2 separate regions of the Mus musculus genome follow, and region 2 is linked to region 1. A link is a contact called in public promoter capture Hi-C data. All regions are on one chromosome and are shown on one strand. The core of a region is the stretch at or near the end of the contact, and the rest is flanking DNA. Distances in the headings are between cores, read along the strand shown. Region 1 has its middle 16 kb from the start of Zfp90. Region 2 holds the start of Tango6 (transport and golgi organization 6).

Region 1 (4,098 bases), core at 1,050-3,549:
GGCTCCTAAGTGCTAAACGGTGAGTACTATCATGCCTGGTAACAAGTTTTAGGGGAAGAAATCAGAGTGGTGTTGGCGGAAAGAGTTAGAGGCGGGCTTTGCTGAATGGCTGGGATTTGACCAAAGTCTTGAAGACGAGGGAGGAGACCATTCATTTTGGGGGAAAACGTTCCAGGTATGGAAAACACCAAGTGTTAAGGGCTTGTGGCCGAAGTGTACCTCGCTCTTTTTTTTTTTTTTTTTTTGCTTATGGGGCTGAAGGAGATTTGCCGGGTGCTTGTCTCTTCCTCTCTGGCGTGGGATGGAAGCTGCTGAGGGCGGCTGAGCTTATGACGGTGGGAGAAATTCCAGCGTCAGTTATAGGAGGGAAGGGATATAAGAAGGAAAAAACAAAAGAAAACAAAATCCCGGAGGATGTTAGACAAGCACAGCTCTTGCAATTTGCCTCTGCGGGAGGCTCCCGAATCCTCAGCAGTGCGCCAGCGCCCCCTGGTGGTCACAAGGAAGGCACACGTCACTGCAGCCAGAAGTGGATGCTGCGCTCAGAGAAAGTTCAGCCAGTCAGCACCTCCAAAATTGTACCATGTTCTCTTGAGGTTCACACGAGTAATTACTCCTTTATTTAAGTTTTGTTTGGCTGGTTTTTTTTTTTTTGAGCCAAGCCGTCATGTAGCCCAGGCTGGCCTCAAGCTCATGATGTAGTTAGGATGACTAACCCTCCTATTTCAACCTCTGCAGCCCAGGTGTGCCCCTCTGCGCTTGTCCTAACCCTGGGGACTTAAAAAAGCACTTTGACCCCCTGCAGAGTACTTTGCGAGTATTCTCATTTAATCCTCTTAATTAGCCCTACTAGGTGGAGCTGTGGCAATTCCATCTTACAGGATGAAGGTGGGAGACAATAGCACAGCTAGGCAGTGTCTTAACTCTAGGTCCACCTGCTTCTAAATGACAAATCAATGGCAAGAAGCATCTACAGGTGCTAAACAGAGCCACATATCATGCACCTGTGAGCCCCACGTGGCCCACTAATAGTCCCAGTCAAAAGCAGAGGAAATTGACTGAGTATGTGGGAATTTGCCTCAGACCATTCGGAGAGCCAGGAGTATTCGGTGAGTGAGAACTGAGAATGTTGGGGTCTGGAGAAATGGCTCAGCAGCTAAGAGTATTGGCTGCTCTTTCAGTGGATGGAGACTCCATTCCCAGCACCCACATGGTGGCTCACAACTATCTGCAACCCTTGAAGAGGGTGATCTGACGCCTGCTTTTAGCCTGTGCAGGCACTGGGGAGCGGGGCACACCGTGTTGCACAGGTGCTGGGGACAATAGGTGCAGACCAAGCACTCATACACATAAACTTTTTTAAAAAGTAAAGATGGGCTGGCGAGATGGTTCAGCAGGTAAGAGCACTGATTGCTCTTTCCAAGATCCTGAGTTCAAATCCCAGCAACCACATGGTGGCTCACAACCACCGGTAACGTGATCTGACGCCCTCTTCTGGTGCGTCCGAAAACAGCTACAGTGTACTTACATAAAATAAATAAATCTTTGGGTTGGACCGAGCAGGGACTGAGCGAGCAGAGGTCCTAAATTCAATTCCCAACAACCAGATGAAGGCTCACAACCATCTGTACAGCTACAGTGTGTACTCATATACATAAAATAAATAAATAAATCTTTAAAAAAATAAAGTCAATGAAAGAGAACCAGGAAAGTTCTAAGCAGCCATTTCTGTTCATAAATGCCAAGCGCACCCCTAGGAGGTGCTGGACTGGGTACGCAGCTCAGACTGAGGCCTGGAGCAGAAAGGGGAAGAAAGAAACGATGCCATTAATAGGCAAAAACCACGACGAGAGAACCTCATCTGTTCACAGATGAGTCCCTGAAAATAAGATCCTTAAGGAGCACGGAATGGCTCAAAATCAGCCCCAAACAGAAGTAAATGAGAACAGTTGCCCCTCCAGGGAAAGGAAGGAGACCCCTTAAGCGAGCACCTTTTTCATTTAGACTCAGCAGCGGTAGCGCACTGGTAAGTTCCCGTTTAAGGCTTGGCTGAATCCACTACTTTCAAGGAAATCAAGGGTGCTGCTGTTCGCCTGAAATATTCAGAAAAGCTTAGCTTTGGGGAAGGGTATTGAAGTCCCTACGTGTGAAAAGGAGTCTGGCATTTCAATCTGACTTTGAGGGGATGTCCAGCAACCGGGCACCTGCCGCCAGCTCTTCTTGCTCCTGGCTGTGCAGCACATTCCTAGGTGTGGTCCAGGGTGCTCGGTGTCAGGCACCACACTGGACAGGCCGTTCCTGCTCCCTCCCTCTGACTCAGGTCTTTAGGAAGTCCCAGGCTTGAACCCTGCAGATCACTCTCAGACACTCACTCTGCCCTTACGTGGGAGAAAACAGTGGGGAGAAGCTGCTACCCAGAAGATCCTGTGAAGCCGCGGTTTTGAAAAATGACTGCTGTGCTGCGCCTGAGACTACTCAGCACTGATGGAGCGCCCTCACTACCCCCGCCCCAGCACGTACCGCCCCACCCAGCATTCAGAGTTAAGTCACCTTTTGATTACTAACGCCTGCGATCATCAACGTCAAGGGAGAAAAGCTGCTTTCTGCTCAGTTTCAGAGGTTTCAGCCCGTGGCTTCTTGGTCTGTTGCTTTGAGCCCGGTGCATCAGGACAGGTGCCTGTCACAGAGGAGGACTGATGGTGGTTAGGAAGAGTCAAGAAGGGCCTGGGTCCTTCCAAGGGTATACTCCTAGAGTTCTATTTCCTCCCCGAAGTTCTGCCGCCTAAAAGTTCCAGCCACATTAAAGCAATCGTCAAACACGATACAAAAGAAATAAGTCTAGTCAAGTGAACATAAGGTTTCATCTTCTCAGTAACTCTCCTTATTGTCGGAACCAAATCCTCCTGGAAGCAGTGTTTGGATGAAGAAAGGATATAGCTGGAAAAACTGGATAAGAGTCTGAATAGACCAGAGGTGATATAGATTATAACAATATCCCGTGATAGCAGGTTTTTTTGTTGATTTTTGTTGTGTGTGGGCTTTTTTGTTTTTATTAATTTGGTTGAGACAAGGTTTTTCTGTATAGCCCTGGCTGTCCAGGAACTAGCTTTGTAGGCCAGGCTGGCCTCGAACTCACAGAGATCTGATTGCGTCTGTCTTTCAAGTGCTGGGATTAAAGGTGTGAGTCACCATGCCTAGCCTGACAGTAGTTGTTTTTAAATTAATAATTACTATTATTTATTTTGTTTAATCTTGTATTTTGAGGCAGGGTCTCAACTCTAGCCTAGGCTAACCTGGAAGTCATTTGTAGTCTCGGATGGCCTCTAGCTCATAGATATTCTCCCCCTCAGCCTCTGAAGTAGGAGGATTACAGGCCTATACCGAGTAATGTTTTGAGATAGGGTCTCATGTAGCCTAGGCAGGTTTGAACTTGCTGTGTAGCCAAGGTTGACCTTGGACTCCTCATCTTCCAGTTTCTACCTCCCACGTGCTGGGATTACAGGTGTTCCCAACTTTAAACACAAAAGAGTTTGGTGTCTTTTTTTTTTTAAGTGTATAGGTGCTTTGCCTGCATGTGTTATCTATGCACCACTTACATACTTGGTGTCCACAAGACAACAAGAGGGTGTCAGATGCCATCCCTTGGAACTGGAGTTATAGATAGCTGTGAGCCACCACCATAGGGGTGCTAGGAATAAAATCTGGGTCCTCTGGAAGAGCAGCCCATACTCTCAATTGCTAAGCTATCTCTCCAGCCCAACAAAGAGGATTTTTGATGACCTGGATTTGTGATTCTTGGACCAGCAATATTAGCACCACCTGGGAACTTTTAAAAAGATTGTGTGTGCACACATGCTCGAGAGTGCCCATGGAGGCCAGAAGAAAATGTCAGAGATTCTTGTGGTTGTACACTACCCTAGACGAGGGTGGGGAACCAAACTTAGATCTTCAGGAAGAGCAGTGAGTGTTCTTAACCACTGAGCCATCTCTCCAGCCCCTCTGGGAACATTTTAAAACTGCAAAAGCTCACCAGACATGGTGGCTCCTGCCCACAGCCTAAGTAAGAAGTTATGTGGTAGAACAGGAGGATGCGTGGGT
Region 2 (4,098 bases), core at 877-3,376, 250 kb before region 1:
AGAGTGTTTGGAAACAGTGGTGTGGATGTAGTTCAGCTGGTAGACTAATTGCCCAGCAGGCAAGATGCCCTCGGTTTGATGCCCCAGTACTACATAAACCAGTGTGACACTGCAGGCCTGTAATCCCAGCATTCAGGTGACTGAGGTAAAAGAATCAGAAATTTAAGTTCATTATATGGTACAGAAATTCAAGATTACCCTTCATTATGTGGGGTACATGAGACCCTATCTCAAAACTGGGGGAAAAAACAAATCAAAACTAAACCAACCCAATAGCTACGACTGCCAAATGCTGAACAAGGGATCTCTCCATTAGTAAGTTAAAAGACAGAAGGTACAAGCTCAGTTCCCAGTACCCATGTCAGATGCCTCAACTGCCCATAACTCCAGCTCCAGGGAGATCTGACACTTCTGGTTTCTCTGGATAACTTCACTCACACATACATACCCACACATACATATTATTAAAAAAATAAAATAATCTTTTTTTCTTTTTCCTTTTAATGTGGAAGCCGGAAGGATGGTTCATTGGGCAAGACCACTTTCTGCACTGGGGTTTGGGTCTTAGCACCCATGTGATACAACTGCCTGTAACTCCAGTTCCAGATAAACTGACACCCTCTTTTGGCCTCTGTGGGCTACTGCATGCACACAGCATACATACACTCACAGAAATAGGCATTCAAACATAAATAAATAAAATACGTATCCTGCCGTTGACTCTTAATTGGGGCAAGAGAGTATATTTTGCAAGCTTTTAGTGAAGGAACTGAGGTTTGTCACGAACTTGATTTACTTTGGGCAATTTCCAATGTACATGTATGTTCCTCTGCAAAAATTAATGCCTATTAATACTTAGGAGACTGCTGTGAGGACTAAATGATCTACAAGTAAATGGACTATAGGGACTGGCGCTTAGTAGGCAATCATCTACTACTAATTGCTTTTCACGTCCCACTAAGTACTCTGTAATGTTTGCAGCTGTAGTTTGGGGGTCGACATTTAAGACCGAGAGTGTTCACCTTGTAATCACACACGTTGCCTTTACCTTGATAATTCTACACGCACCCAGACATGCTGTGCTTATAATTAGGATCCTATTTTCTTACACCCTTCTACGTTTCCAGATGCCATCAGAAGTTCTATTCTGAATAATCTGCCTTAGTCTGACAAGGAGATCAGGCAGAACTGAGTTCTAGGTCCATGGACATCCCTCTAATATAACCACCTGATTTGAGGTGTGAGTTCCAGGACAAACCTTAACTATACAGTGATACCCTGTCTAAAGAAAGAAAGGGGCAGGAGGTGTGAATGGTCATGCTTGCCTTTAATCCCAGCACTGGGGAGGCAGAGGCAGTTCAAACCACCACAAATTGGGACTCAACAGTGAGAATGCAAGGTCTCACTATTCCCAAGGTCTCTTCAAATACTAAACTGGGAAGTTAACTCAACAAGTGATTAAAGGTGACTGTGCACCTCTGATACCAAAACAGAAACCCTTAAAAATCTTCCTCAAATTCAGCCAAAAAACGTCCCTGCTGGGCATCTCTGGTCACTTGGCATTTTGTACAAATCTCAAGCGTGCACACCAGGCTCGGAGCCCTCAAGCGGTTGGGACATCACATTACACCTGTGTGAAGGCGTCTCCAGTCCCTGTGTCAGGGCTGTGCTGGAGCAAACAGTGGACCGAAGCCGCTGCTCAGCGAGGCGCCCAACGGACCTCGGCCGGCATCAGCGGTCAGCGGACTGCAGGCCCTTTCCTGGAGCTTCAGTTTAAGTTTTAAGTGAGACTGCACAGAGCCCAAGCGCTCCCGGGAGTGGGGATGGAGATGCCGGGAGGGCCTGCGGGAAACATGCGGTAGCAGCCAGGGCGAGCCTGGGTGACCCGCGACCCCGCGAGCCTCAGGTCCAGCCCCGCGCCGAGACTCGTCCTCTCACCTCCCGGGCTCAGCAGCAACTTCAGCGCTTCCAGAACCTGCTCCAGACCACATGTCACCAGAACGCCACTCGGCGCAGCCGCCGCCGGTCCGGAGGCCGCCATGATTGGAGTGGAGCGACCTGCGACGTGCTCAAACACCCAAGTGGGCCAGCGCGGCCGCCATTTTGAATGTGGCGGAGGCGTGTCCTCTGCTGGAGGGCGGGGCCCAAGACCTGGGGCGGGGCCTACTCTGTCTGGAACGCCCCTTCTCCGGGAAAAAAAAAAAAAACAAGATACAGTTTCTTGTGTTCTCCCAGAGCGCCCCAGTTCAATTCCCAGCATCCCTATCAGACACCAGCCTGCAAACTCAGGTCCAGCAACTCATGCGCATACACACGCATGCACAAGCATAACTTACAAAATATTTTTTAAAAGAAAATATAGGGGGCTGGTGAGATGGCTCAGTGGGTAAGAGCACCCGACTACTCTTCAAAAGGTCCAGAGTTCAAATCCCAGCAACCACATGGTGGCTCACAACCATCCGTAACGAGATCTGACGCCCTCTTCTGGTGTGTCTGAAAACAGCTACAGTGTACTTACATATAATAAATAAATAAAATCTTTAAAAAAAAAAAAAAAAGAAAGAAAATATAATTGAAAAGGTAAAATAAAAGACCAATGTGGTGACATGTATCTTTAAGTCTAGTACTTAGAACCAAAGGTCAGCCTGGTCTACATACATAGTAAGCTCAAGGCCAACCAGGAACTCTGAGAGACCCTGACTCAAAAACAAAAAGAAAAAAAACACAAGTAGTCTTGCATGGTGGCCCATGCTTCTAAATCTCAGCTATAGAGAATCACGTGTTCAAAACCAGTGAAGGCAGCTTAGTGAGACCGTCTAAAAGCTATGAAGGATTGGAAATGTTATCCAGTAATAACACTCTAGCACACAACCATGAGTTTGGTCCTCAGTACTTCAACCCAGGGGGTGGGGGAGGGAACAGAAATAGTTTCTCGTAAAAATAATACACATTTTAGTATGTAAATTTTCAAGTACTGAAAGAAACACAATAAATAAAGTTCACAGATGTACATAGACCCTGAAAGAGAAGCTCACACCAATGACACCAGCGTTCAGGGAAGCTGACGTGGCAAGACAAGTTCATAACTTTCTCCCCAAAAGTAACAGTAACAAAAAATATTCAACTTTGTATTACTGATTCCTTTTTCTGACATTTAAAAGTAAATACACACTGGGATAGAGAGATGGATCCGTGGTGTTGTTCTTGTAGAGGACCCAGGTTTAATTCCCATCGCCTACAAGGTGGCTCACAGCCATGTATAACTCCAATTCTAGGGGATCCAATGCCCTCTTCTGGCTTCCAAGATGACCAGCCACTCATGTGGGGCACAGACACACGTACAGGCAAAATACTCATAACTGTAAAATAAATAATTCTTTAATCTAAAGATAAATACGCACACACACATATCCTGTATCTGTGAATGTGTTAGCTACAGACAGCCCCATTGGAATATCTTGGTTTTGTTGGGTGATGGTGAAAGACCCTCGAGGGGAGACCCTCACTCAGACCACTCAAGTCCCGGGACAGCCGCGTACCCAAGAAGACACTGAGACCATACATAAAATGTAGAAGGCAAGATTTAATAAAGCAGCGACATGAAAGCACACAGACCAGAGCTCTGGGGTCGAAATAAAGCAGCAACATGAAAGCACAGAGCTCTGGGGTCGAAACTCATACACCTAGTGGCACCTAGTGGTGTAGAGGAGAATCGACGGTCAGCCAAAATTTTTCACAGGCTTATATAGTAAAACTCAAAGGGGGAGAACTGGGCAGGGAAAGTACAAGTTTACATCACTAGGGAGTTCTGCCAAAGGAATCTACGTAACTAAGGAGTCATGTCCTATCAAGGAACCTACGTAACTAAGGAGTACCTGGTTCATTTTGAGGTTGTTCCAGGAGGCCTTTATCTCAAAAATGTTCTTGGAACAGTTTTTAGTTGGGAGGGTTCGAACTTTAGGGTGAGGAGTTTTGGGGTGAAAAGTTTAGGAGTGTTCCGAGAACAACCTCTAGATGGGAGGGGGTGGGCTCCGAGGTAAAAAGTTCATGTTCTCACAAGAGGCCAGTAATTTTTTATTCTTCATTCCCCACTTCTTC

What was found. Promoter capture Hi-C pulls out the DNA fragments that hold promoters and counts their contacts.
Region 2: a promoter capture Hi-C map of embryonic stem cells shows a contact between it and region 1, with 2.9 times the contacts expected there. The contact joins the promoter of Tango6 here to the enhancer-like site in region 1. A contact is called at or near these places in 17 of 39 promoter capture datasets (the 3T3-L1 cell line, 3T3-L1-derived adipocytes, the HPC-7 cell line and 9 more), 5 of 484 Hi-C or Micro-C datasets (cortical neurons, embryonic limb bud, embryonic stem cells and 2 more) and 10 of 115 datasets of contacts at active chromatin or transcription factors (craniofacial prominence, embryonic basal ganglia, embryonic stem cells and 3 more).

The regions. Positions count from the first base shown.
Region 1 is chr8:106,429,537-106,433,634 of GRCm38.p6, reverse strand. No RefSeq gene overlaps it. Among named protein-coding and RNA genes, the nearest start is that of Zfp90, 16 kb to the right of the region's middle. Within about 2 kb of position 2,299, at least 13 of the 459 cell types and tissues checked have an H3K27ac peak or open chromatin away from gene starts, as enhancers often do. A contact at or near this core is called in embryonic stem cells and pancreatic cancer cells, where this site is marked.
Region 2 is chr8:106,681,096-106,685,193 of GRCm38.p6, reverse strand. It overlaps Tango6 (transport and golgi organization 6), which reads right to left and starts at 2,126. Exons shown (of 18, transcript NM_173037.1): 1 at 1,939-2,126. The coding sequence starts at 2,041.